2 separate regions of the Pan troglodytes genome follow, and region 2 is linked to region 1. A link is a contact called in public HiChIP or PLAC-seq data. All regions are on one chromosome and are shown on one strand. Each heading gives the region's core, a stretch centred on a gene start, on an enhancer-like site or on the middle of the called end of the contact. The rest is flanking DNA. Distances are from core to core; before and after follow the strand shown.

The links. HiChIP or PLAC-seq counts read pairs in DNA pulled down with a chosen protein or histone mark.
Region 2: an H3K4me3 HiChIP or PLAC-seq map of stem cell-derived excitatory neurons shows a contact between it and region 1, with 2.1 times the contacts expected there. The contact joins the promoter of DNAH12 here to the promoter of IL17RD in region 1. A contact is called at or near these places in 1 of 7 Hi-C or Micro-C datasets (stem cell-derived neural progenitor cells) and 1 of 1 datasets of contacts at active chromatin or transcription factors (stem cell-derived excitatory neurons).

The regions. Positions count from the first base shown.
Region 1 is chr2:61,183,257-61,189,192 of NHGRI_mPanTro3-v2.0_pri, forward strand. IL17RD (interleukin 17 receptor D) reads right to left here and starts at 2,449. Exons shown (of 13, transcript XM_016941355.4): 1 at 2,203-2,449. The coding sequence starts at 2,328. LOC107970661 (a long non-coding RNA gene) reads right to left here. Exons shown (of 3, transcript XR_001713375.3): 3 at 2,594-2,663.
Region 2 is chr2:61,572,353-61,578,288 of NHGRI_mPanTro3-v2.0_pri, forward strand. DNAH12 (dynein axonemal heavy chain 12) reads right to left here and starts at 3,702. Exons shown (of 76, transcript XM_054682010.2): 1 at 3,333-3,702; 2 at 684-782. PDE12 (phosphodiesterase 12) reads left to right here and starts at 3,923. Exons shown (of 3, transcript XM_063805900.1): 1 at 3,923-5,350. The coding sequence starts at 4,043.

The DNA.
Region 1 (5,936 bases), core at 1,199-3,698:
TCTTGGAAGCACAGAGGGCATCCATCCGGAGTTAGGAGCAGGATGAGAGGGGTAGGGGGTGAGGCTGGAAAGGGTGGGAATGCAAAGCATGTGGGGAAACTGGGTCCATGAAATCCACCAAGCAGCAAATCCAGGAGACAAGGAACCATGTATCAGCCTGGATGAGCCTGGAATCTGGAACATGGCCCAGAGGCCCCTACGATCGTCCAGGAGGGGAATGAGGATGACCCAAGGAAAGGATTGGTGGGGCCAAGGCAGGAGCAGCTGAGAAAAGTCACCCCCAACTAGGGGCTGTGGTGGAGAAAACGTCAGCATGAGTGTGAGGTGACTGGGACAGAGCCACCATTTTATGAGGGTGCAGGTTTGGGAGAGGAGAACACACTCGCACAGGTAGAAGAAAATCACCAGCCTGGCTCCGTCAGGGCACTACCATACCCCACAGCATGGAAACTTCACGAGTTTTGTACAGTGGCATAAGAAGCCACCTTGGCAACTGCAGCAAAACAGTGAATCGGACTGATTTACCTACGCCATCACATGAACACTCAAAACGCCTGTGATATTGTAGTCATTCAAAAGCCAACAGGAGTCTAAATCCAAAATTCTAGTAGGATCCTTAAGTCAACACGAGATTCTCCTTGAGGAAACTTGCTAGCTACTAAAATTTTTTTAAACAATAAAACAAGAGCAGTAATGTTTTACTGAAATGGAACACAGTAAGAAAATGTGATGTTTTACTCAACTAGGAAGGAATGACAGAGCCTAATGGGGCGGGGGGGGGGTGGCGGGGGCGGGGGGGGTGGCGGGGGGGGTGGCGGGGGCGGGGGGGGGTGGCGGGGGCGGGGGGGGGTGGCGGGGGCGGAGGCAGAGCAGGGGTCATAGCTGTCTCCATAGCTTAGCTACTGAGTCTGAAGACATCCCAGCTGTCTGGCTCACACCTGGTTTTCTGCACCACATTTCTTGGGACTGTGGGGCAAGTGAGCTTGGAGGCACCAGCCTGCGTGCCTAAGGGAGTGTTATGTCCTAGGTTTTGGCTGTGCTGAGGCTGTTTAGAGCCACTCAGAAGAGGCTGAGTCAACGTTCGCCTAAGCAAACCACTCCATACCTATCCCTCAGCCCAGCAATACTAAGGAAATTCTCATTTCATCCCATTTTTCATATGAAGAAATTGAGGCTCATGGCTCCCCAGGAGCAGAGCCAAGGTCATGTCCCTGCTGCCTGAGTGCAAAGCCTGCGTTTTCTCCACAAGCTTAAGGCCGTGAGTGCCCTGACGCCGGGCCCACCCGGGCCTCGGTGGGAGACTCGGGGCAGACGGACATCATCTCCGGGTTCTGGGGCCGCCCAAGGCCAGAAGCTCAGGTAGGGAGCAGGGAAGCTGAGAGGGGAATGGCAATCACCCGCGCCCATCGCCCAGACAGTGTCAAAGGAGCGCTCGGTTCCACGAAGACGGCTCAACGCACACAGCGAAAGTCTGGGCACCTCTCCAGTCTCGTCTCAGGCACCTCACCCAGATGACACCCACGCGGCCCTTTGGCGGAAAAATAACCGCAACTCGAAGCAGGGAAGGAGGATATCAGCCGCGAGACCTTCACAAGACGAAGGGCTGAACCGGGAGGCGAAGTTTCTCAGGAGGTCCCGGAGTCAGAGGAGGGGTAGGAGTGGGGTGACGGCCCCAGGCGAGGAGGAACAAAGCTACTAGGAGAGCGGGGCGCATCCCTCCCCGGTGCTCCAAGTCCCCTCCCCGGCCGCCCGGGCCTTAGCAGGGTTGTGGACTGAAAGTCCGGGAGAATACCCCCTTCCCTCTCCAAAGCGCAACCCGGTCCGGGTGGCTCGGGGGATCCCAGCCCGGGACACGCAGCCCTGGGACGAAGGAGGTCCCGGGCTAAGAACAAAGGGTGGGGCGCCCGGCCCAGCCCCGCCGCCCCTCACGCCCGCCCTCTGAATGGGACCCCGGCCGGCGGCCGCACCTCATTAGCAACACAAAGCCGGGGTCGGGCAGCCGCTTTCATCTCGGCCAGGGCCGGAGGACACGCGCCCGGGGAGGGAAACCAGGAGGATGCGCGGGAGGAGTGAGACCCAGGCCGGCCGCGGACCCCGCGAAGAGCAGACAGGTTGGCGCGGGCTCGCCTCCCCGCGAGCACCTGTGCGCGCTGCGTCCCCCGCGAGTTGGCGACTGCAAGAAACCCGCCGCCCTCGCCTTACCCTCCAGCCACAGGTGTCGGCGCCCCGCGCGCGGCCGGACCCGCCAGCGGCCACAGCCAGCTGCGAGCCGTTGAGGCAGGCGTTGACCGTAAAGAAGACGGAGCAGAGCTGCAGCCACGGGGCCATGGCCGTGCGCTCGCCTAGCCAGGCCGTTCTCTGCGCCCCGGCCGCCCGCCGCTGGCCAGCCCCGAGTGGGCGGTGGCCGCGGCGGCAGCGAAGGGGACCGCACTGGGCATGCGTTGCCAGCCCGGGCCCCGCCCCCACCCTCAGTCCTCGTGTGCTGGCCCCGCCCCCACATCCTGGCCCTCCAGTTGTGGCCCTGCCCCCGTAGACCACGCCCCTCTGGTCACGCCCCCCAAGCCCCCGCTGAGACTCTGGCAGCCGCAGTTTTTTCCCCTCACTTAGTAGATCTTTTTTTAATCCAAAGGATTTGTCCAAGTGATGCTCACTCCATGCAAAACCTGAGGAAAACACAAAGAATGTAATAATAATAATTTTAATAATAATTTAATAAACACCTGCTATGTGCCAGACCCCTTTCTGTATACGCCCAACCACACAGGGAAGTGTATTATTGTAATCCCAGTTTTAGGCGCAGAAAAGTTAGGGGAACGTGACAGAGAAATCCTGGCTCCACATTTACTAGTAGGACTTTGGACAAAAGGCTTGCTGTCTCCACAGTACTTCCTCACCACAACCCCCCGTCCCCCTCACCCTCCTGGAAGCTAGAATAAGTATCCTAGTCTGGGGAGAGTTCTGTTGGTTGAAACATAACAAGTGCTCCATAAAGGCTACAATCTATCATTAACTGACTCTCATAAGGTCACACAGCTGTTACCTGCCAGACCTGAGATCCAATCCAGACCTGACTAAAAACAATACTTTCAGCTACTACACTTGCCAAACATAACCTCATGAAGTGGATATTATTTCTGTTCGGAAGAGGAAACTGAGGCTCAGAGAAGTGGAGTAGCCCAAGCTATCCAGAGTTTCACCGCACTCCTCCCAGCGCTTTGCCTTGTATCTGAGCACCTAAACTCTCCCACTTTGTCCCTCTCCACTACCCCCTTCCTCAAGAACACCACCTCCTCTTCCTAAGGGGTTTTTCTACTTCTGACTTTGTCCCCGTGTCCGATACATTTCTCCAGCCTGGATCCAAAGTTATCTTCCAAAAACACAAATCAGACTACTGACTTATCCCAATTAAAACTCTAGGCTGAGTGCAGTGGCCAATCCTAGAGGATCGCTTGAGTTCAGGAGTTAGAGGCAACAGTGAGCTATGATCCTGCCAACCGCACTGAAGCCTGAGTGACACAGTAAGACCCTGTCTCTAAAAACAAACAAACAAACAAACCTACCACCACCACCAACAACAACAACAAAAAAAACAGTAAAATTATGTGTTCTGTGTTTGGAGGAGGATTAATAAAAATAAAATCAATAAATAAAACTGTTCTATGGTGGCTCTTATGCAAAGGCCATTTAGAATAAAATCCATACTGGCTTTCTCTTCCACTCTGTCTTTACCACCTGGCTCCTGCTGCACAGAACTCCCCCCAGCCCCAGCCTTATCTTGGTCTTTTTGCCTCAGGAAACCTTGGAAATTGTCACCTCCGTCCATTCAACAGGGCAGCCTCCTCTATATGACTCTCCTTCCAGGGCCCAGAATCCCCTCCCTCTCCTTGTCTGGCCTGGCCTAAGCTCAGCCACTGCTAACACAGGATTCCTGCACTTTCTCTTGTGGCTTGTGTCTCCACCACCCTGCCCACACGTCCTTGGAGGGCTTAAGTGGAGGAAGAGAACTCTTCTTGGTAATGCTAGCAGAAGTCTTGGGGATTTGCTTGGAAGTAGCTACATCTAGAACCAAGGAGTAGAGCCAGCCTCACCTGAACTTCAGGGGCTGGAAGTGTGAAACAGTGGTTGCCCAGAGGAACACTGACATTATTGCCAGGGAGAGGGAGAATGGGTGCTGGGTTCCCCAAACAACAGCATCCACCTCAAGACCCAGATGCTGGGCAGAATTTTTTTTTTTTTTACCTCACTGCCTGGAATTCAGGAATTCAGCCAGACCCAGTGCGGTTTACCATACCCTCTTCAGACACCAGAATAGCTAGGATCCACAGAAGGCTGTTCTGGAGTAGCCTTCTGTGAATAGACCTCAGGAAGCACATCACTCCTTTGGAGGAGCTGCTGGTTCAGTGCCTCCCTACCCTCCCTCACATTCTTGGTACTGTCCCTGGGTTGTTCTCAGCCCCCACAGCAGGGATGTCCAGCGTTTGGCCATGAGAGTCAGGGGTGCCAGGGGCTGAGATGAGGCCAGGACCATATGGGTTTTGGTGAAACAGGGAGGAAACAATGAGGCGACCAGCTCCTTAATCTATGTGACATTCCAGCCTATGCATGCTTTATAACTTATTAAACAACCCCATGCTAAGGGACATCTGTTAGAATCAGTGATTCAAAAATACCCTAACACACTTATCTTGACACATTGATTCAATGATTTTTACATTTCTAGAATCAGAAATGTAAATGTGCTGGATTATGCACATTTAAAATTGTCAAACTGTTCATTATGGTATTATCACCATCTTAATTGGCTTCTCTGGTTGCGAATGAGGTAGATCATGTTCCTATGTATTTGTTGGCCATTTGTACTCTTTCTTTTTTTTTTCTTTTTTTTCTTTTTGAGACGAAGTCTCACCCTGTCACCCAGGCTAGAGTGAGTGATGCAATCTTGGCTCACTCAACCTCCGCTTCCCAGGTTCAAGCGATTCTCCTGCCTCAGCCTCCCGAGTAGCTGGGATTACAGGCGCGCAACACTGCACCCAGCTAATTTTTTGTATTTTTAGTAGAGACGTGGTTTCACCATGTTGGTCAGGCTGGTCTCGAACTCCTAACCTCAGGTAATCTGCCTGCCTCAGCCTCACAAAGTGCTAGGATTACAGACGTGAGCCACCACTCCTGGCCCATTTGTCCTCTTTCAGGAATTGGACTCCAGGAAAAGGAGCAGTACTTAGCACTTACAAGAGAAAGAGAACCTCAAGGAGAACATTGGTTAGAGAAAACTGTTTCTCCCTGGGTTTTATTCATGTCACCATATGATTGCATGACAGGGAAGGCAGAGCCCCACTCCTGCTCCCTTTCTGTCTGCACACCCACCCACTATTGAATTCCCTCCCATCCACAGCTCACTGCAGAATCTGGCAACCGACAGCCTCTGAAAACATGCTGCAGGGTTCAGAGAGAGCACAAGCTTTCCTGAAGCCATGTGGAGGGCACAAGAAGGAAAAGCCTTAAGCGTCCAGTCTAAAACATGCCTAGAATGACATCCCTCAGGACCAGGGATGGGGAGGCCCTCCTATTTCCTTTCTAGGAAGGCCACCAGCATGTATGTGAGTGGGAGGAGAGCCACAGACACCAAAGGGTCAAATCTGGTCAGGAAATTAAGGTTGTAAATTGGCATTTGGCAACATTCTCTGTATTCTGGTCTTTCCCATTGATTCTTTCTCCCATCTCCTCCTTTCTGGTTTTTTTGTGTTGTTGTTGTTTTTGTTGTTGTTTGTTTGTTTGTTTGAGACGGAGTTTTGCCCTTGTTGCCCAGGCTGGAGTGCAATGCCATGGTCTCGGCTCATTGCAACCTCTACCTCCCAGGTTCAAGCGATTCTCCTGCTTCAGCTTCCCAAGCAGCTGGGATAACAGGTGCCTGCCACCATGCCTGGCTAATTTTTCAT
Region 2 (5,936 bases), core at 2,452-4,951, 390 kb after region 1:
TTTATAATTATCTATTACTTCATTTAATACAGCATGACTTTAAGATTTTAAATTACTGAAAAAGTTTTTGAAACTATAACAAGTTTATTTGTAGATGCTTATCCCATTCACAGTTATCTAATTTACTTGTTCTTAACAACTGTATTTCATTTGCTTATGGAAAGCAAAACTAGCCATTTATGTTATGTTATTTATTTATTTATTTATTTTCATTAAGCCCCTTCCATTCTAGAAAGTTATTTATTTTGAAAAAACAAAGCCACCAGGTATAGTGTCTCACACTGCTAATCTCAGCCCTTTGGGAGGCTGAGGCAGGTGGATCGCTTGAGCCCAGGAATTTGAGACCAGCTTGGGCAACATAGTGGGATCCCCCATCTCTACAACAAATAAAAAACAATTAGTTGGGTGTAGTGGCGTGTACCTAAAGTAGGAGACCAAGGAGTTCAAGGCTCCAGTGAACTATTATGTTGCCACTGCACTCCAGCCTGGGTGACAGAGTGAGACCCTGTCTTAAAAAAATAAAAAGTGGCTGGGCGTGGTGGCTCATGCCTATAATCCCAGCACTTTGGGAGGCCAAGGTGGGTGGATCACCTGAGGTTGGGAGTTTGAGGCCAGCCTGACCAACATGGAGAAACCCTGTCTCTACTAAAAATACAACATTAGCTGGGTGTAGTGATGCATACCTGTAATCCCCGCTACTCAGGAGGCTGAGGCAGGAGAATCGCTTGAACCCAGGAGGTGGAGGTTTTCACTGAGCCAAGATCATGCCATTGCACTCCAGCCTGGGCAAAAGGAGTGAAACTCCATCTCAAAAAATAAATAAATAAAGAGCAAAGAAAACACAAAACTAACCTAACCCTGCATCAGCCAGTCTCATCTTAACCAAGGCCTTTCAGATATTGGACACAGGCACTTTCCCCAATATCCCTTTGTCCTTCTCCAACCCCAGTCACCCTGTTCCTGAGTATCCATGTGGCATCCAGGACAGCTATGAAGGGCAGAGCCCATCTGTGTCCTGGATTTACATACCAGGTATAGAGCCCAGTACAGAGGATAAAGCTGTGAAGATGATGGTGGAGGTTCCAACCCCTCCCAACATGATAAGGATGCGGAGTTGCGCCAGGGAGGACAGGGCCATACTGCACTCAGCTTTACATGCAGCTGGTAGTCCAGGTGATACAGACACACACGTTTCCAGGCTTCACCATGGCCACCTGTCTAGATCTCAGAATCCAGAGGCCCAAAGCCAAAGACAAAAGCTCATATCAAAATGTGTGCAAGGTTTCAGGGGAGCCCCGCAGCCTGACCTCATAGTTTTAACTTATACACAAATCAAGCAAGTATTAAAAATATCACGGAAGCAACAGTTTTATGACTTTAAAACATCTAGCAAAGAAAGCATAAATCTGTCTGACCAATTGATGCAGGCAAAATGTCTAAATTAAATTCTGAAGATACTTCTTTTTTTTTTTTTTTTTCCGAGACAGAGTCTTGCTGTCTCCCAAGCTGGAGGGCAGTGGCGCGATCTCGGCTCACTGCAACCTCTGCCTCCCAGGTTCAAAAGATTGTCCTGCCTCGGCCTCCTGAGTAGCTGGGATTACAGGCGCCCACCACTGCGCCCGGCTAACTTTTGTATTTTTAGTAGAGACAGGGTTTCACCATGTTTAGTAGAGATGATGAAACCCCGTCTAACTTTTGTATTTTTAGTAGAGACGGCGTTTTAACATATTTAGTAGAGACGGTGAAATTCCATCTCTACTAAAAATACAAAAATTAGCCAGACATGGCAGTGCACACCTGTAATCTCAGCTACTTGGGAGGCTGAGGCATGAGAATCGCTTGAACCCGGGAGGTGGAGGCTGCAGTGAGCCGAGATCACACCACTGCACTCCAGCCTGGGTGACAGAGTGAGGCTCCATCTCAAAAATAAAAAAATAAAAAAATAATTACATGGAGGCCAATGACAATTACAGTATCAAACACCCTTTTTCTTGCAATTAAAACCAAATGTTTTTAGCTTTTCCCCTTTCAAGAAAATGAAAATTAAAGCTTTTCCATAATTGCAAGCAAAACAACTCTAATGGCCCTGTTAGAAGAAATCCAGAACTTCATACTATGGCTTAGAATGCACTACACAGTCTGGTGGATGCATATCTTTCTTATCTGCTACTCTCCCCTGGTCTCACCTTACTCATCACACTGGACCTCTTTCTGGTCTACAGGTAAAGCAATTCATTCGTTCTTCAAGACCTTTTTTTGTTTTGTTTTGAGACGGAGTTTCACTCTTGTTGCCCAGGCTGGAGTGCAATGGCATGATCTCAACTCACTATGACCTCCATCTCCCAGGTTCAAGCGATTCTCCTGCCTCAGCCTCCCTAGTAGCTGGGATTACAGGCGTGCGCCACCATGCCCAGCTAATTTTTTGTATTTTTAGTAGAGACGGGGTTTCACTATGTTGGCCAGGCTGGTCTCGAACTCCTGACCTTAGGCGATCCACCCGCCTCAGCCTCCCAAAGTGCTGGGATTACAGACGTGAGCCACTGGGCCCGGCTTCTTCAAGACCTTTAAAAGAAATAGCAATAAAGTGCACGATTCCTTAGGCCAGGGGAGGTGGTTTTCACTTGTTATCCCAGAATTTTGGGAGGGTAAGGCGGGGGGCTTGCTTGAGGCCAGGAGTTCGAGACCAGCCCAGGCAACATGGTGAAGCCCTTCTCTACTAAAATACAAAAATTAGCTGGGCGTGGTGGTGTGTGCCTGTAGTCCCAGCTACTTGGGAGGCTGAGGCACGAGAATCGCTTGAACTCTGGAAGCCGAAGTTGCAGTAAGCCAAGATCGCACAGCTGCACTCCAGCTTGGGTGAAAGAGCAAGGCCCTACCTAAAAAATAAAAAAAATAAAATAAACAGATAAACAACTATTTCTTAATATATGCCATTATTATTATATATTCTTAATATATGCCATTATTATTCCTTATCTGAAATTGAATTTACTGAGATCCTGTAATTTTATTTGTTAAACGTAGTAACTAAATAGAGTCTTCCTGTTTACTAACTAAAAATAAACACTGGGTGGCTCTTGCCTGTTTGTACTTGAGAGGGTTAGGCGGGAGGATCGCACGAGCCCTGGAGTTCGAGGGGGCAGTGAGCTATGATCAGGCCACTGCACTCCAGCTTGGGCGTCAAAGTGACAACCTGTCTCTAATAAAAAATAACAAACAGCCTTCCACAGTTTGTCAGTACTATTTCTTTCTGCCAATTAATAGTTGTGTGACCCTGAGCAGGTAATATCTCGGGACTCTGCATCTGTAAAGCGATGGATAAAGAGACCTACCTCATAAGAACTATGAGGCTTAAATAAGATAGTGTGTGTAGCGTTTCTCGCATAGTCTGCGCTCACTAAACGGAGTTATTGTATATCGTTCGTTGTTAACTACCACAAAGGCTCTGCTCAGAGGTGCGTAGGCGCTGGCTCAGCCTGGGGTGAACCCACCACGCCACCGAAACGAGCGATCAGTGTCGGCAAAGCTGTGGAGATGAAATGGGCAACACCTTCCACACTGCGAGTAAAGCTCGCAATCCGGGTGGAGGCCTCCACGTCCTAGCGCAGTCCAGCCCCGGGCGCAGGGAGGAGAGCTCGTCAGCCAAGATTCCAAGACAGGTGTCCACCTCCTCCAACGAAGCGGAACACGTGACACCACCCTATCCACTTCCGGCTTGGAGGGCATGCCCTCCCGTCACCAGCATGCACTTTCGACAAAACCATGGAATCTAGTATTTTCCTCTGACACCTTTATATTTTCTTCACTTCCCTATAATTCTGACCTATCTTGTGGGTAAAAATTAATCTTCAGAGTATTACAGACATGCGTGCCCACGCGCTAGGCGAAAGTGCGTGTCGGAAGCACTTCATTCCCTCTCTTCGCTAGCCGGAAGTCGCGAGATCTGAATGAGTCAAAGCCGGCGGCCTCGGCTCCTCAGCTCCACCTGACAGTAGGCCGCTGATCGGCCGCGGGTCTTGTCGACCGCTAGGCCACCAGGTTCATGTGGAGGCTCCCAGGCGCCCGCGCCGCGCTTCGGGTGATCCGGACGGCGGTGGAGAAGCTGAGCCGGGCTGAAGCGGAGAGCCAGACAGCGGCGGGAGCGATGGAGCGCGCTGTAGTGCGCTGTGTACCTTCGGAACCCAAGCTGAGCCTGTCATTCGCTTTGGCTGATGGTAGCCACAAGAACATGCAGCGCGACCAGAGCGAGCCGCTGGGTCGAGTCCTCAGCCGCATCGCTACCAATGCCCTAAAGGGTCACGCTAAGGCGGCCGCCGCCAAGAAGAGTAGGAAGAGCCGGCCGAATGCTAGCGGCGGTGCGGCCTGTTCAGGGCCGGGGCCTGAGCCGGCTGTGGCCTGCGAGCCCGTGGTGAAGCTGTACTACCGGGAAGAGGCAGTGGCTGAGGACGTGCTCAACGTGGATGCCTGGCAAGACGGCGCGGTGCTGCAGATCGGCGATGTTAAGTACAAGGTGGAGCGCAACCCGCCCGCCTTCACCGAACTGCAGTTGCCGCGCTACATCATGGCCGGGTTCCCTGTGTGCCCCAAACTCAGCCTCGAATTTGGGGATCCCGCCAGCTCCCTTTTCCGCTGGTATAAGGAAGCCAAGCCCGGAGCGGCGGAGCCCGAGGTCGGTGTCCCCTCGTCATTGTCTCCCTCCTCACCTTCTTCTTCTTGGACTGAGACTGATGTGGAGGAGCGTGTCTACACCCCGTCCAATGCCGACATCGGGCTAAGGCTCAAGCTTCATTGCACCCCAGGCGATGGGCAGCGCTTTGGGCACAGCCGGGTGTTGGAAAGTGTGTGTGTGGTAGAGGCTGGGCCTGGCACCTGCACTTTTGACCACCGGCATCTCTACACGAAGAAGGTGACTGAGGACGCTCTCATCCGCACTGTCTCTTACAACATCCTGGCAGACACGTACGCGCAGACTGAGTTCTCGCGAACGGTTCTGTACCCATACTGTGCCCCCTACGCCCTGGAGCTCGACTACCGCCAGAACCTTATCCAGAAGGAACTCACCGGCTACAACGCCGATGTCATCTGTTTGCAGGAGGTTGACCGCGCGGTGTTTTCTGACAGCTTGGTACCCGCCCTAGAGGCCTTCGGGCTCGAGGGGGTGTTTCGAATCAAGCAGCACGAAGGCCTGGCCACTTTCTACCGAAAGTCTAAGTTCAGCCTTCTTAGCCAGCATGACATTTCATTCTACGAAGCCCTCGAGTCTGACCCACTTCACAAAGAACTGCTGGAGAAACTAGTTTTGTACCCATCAGCGCAGGAGAAGGTGCTCCAGAGATCTTCTGTTCTTCAGGTAAAGTAGTTCCGCCCGTCTCTTCACATACTGTCCCACTTTTAGGGGCCAGGAAGGCGAGGAATGAGGTGGGGGTTAAAAGTGCGATGAAAGTATCCAGATATTGTTGAAAGGTGTGTTTGCCCTTGTATCTTCAGCACAAAGTTTACTCTTCATTCATTCAGCAGATATTTTTTGAACACCTCTGGTGTGCCTGCCACACTGCAGGTTGCCTTGAACAAGACTAGCAGGGACTTTTACAGTGCTTACAATCTAGCGAGAGGGACACACGCTAAATGCAAGAACAATAGTAGCTAATGTTTTTTACTACTTGCCAAGCACTGTTCTGGCACATTTTAAAGTACTTAAAATTTAAGAGCGTGGTGTGTTTTGAAGTGCTCCATAAATATAAACTAGTTTTTTTTAAATCATAGGCTCATTGAATCTTCACAGTAAGTCCCCTATTCCCATTTTATAGATGTCATTCTTGTGTTAAAGTTTTTAAGTAATTGATTTTGTTCATAATTAGAAGAGCAGCTACCATTTTTTAAGTACCTAAGGTGTTTCATGCACCTTATAAGATCATTTAATTGACTCCACACAACAG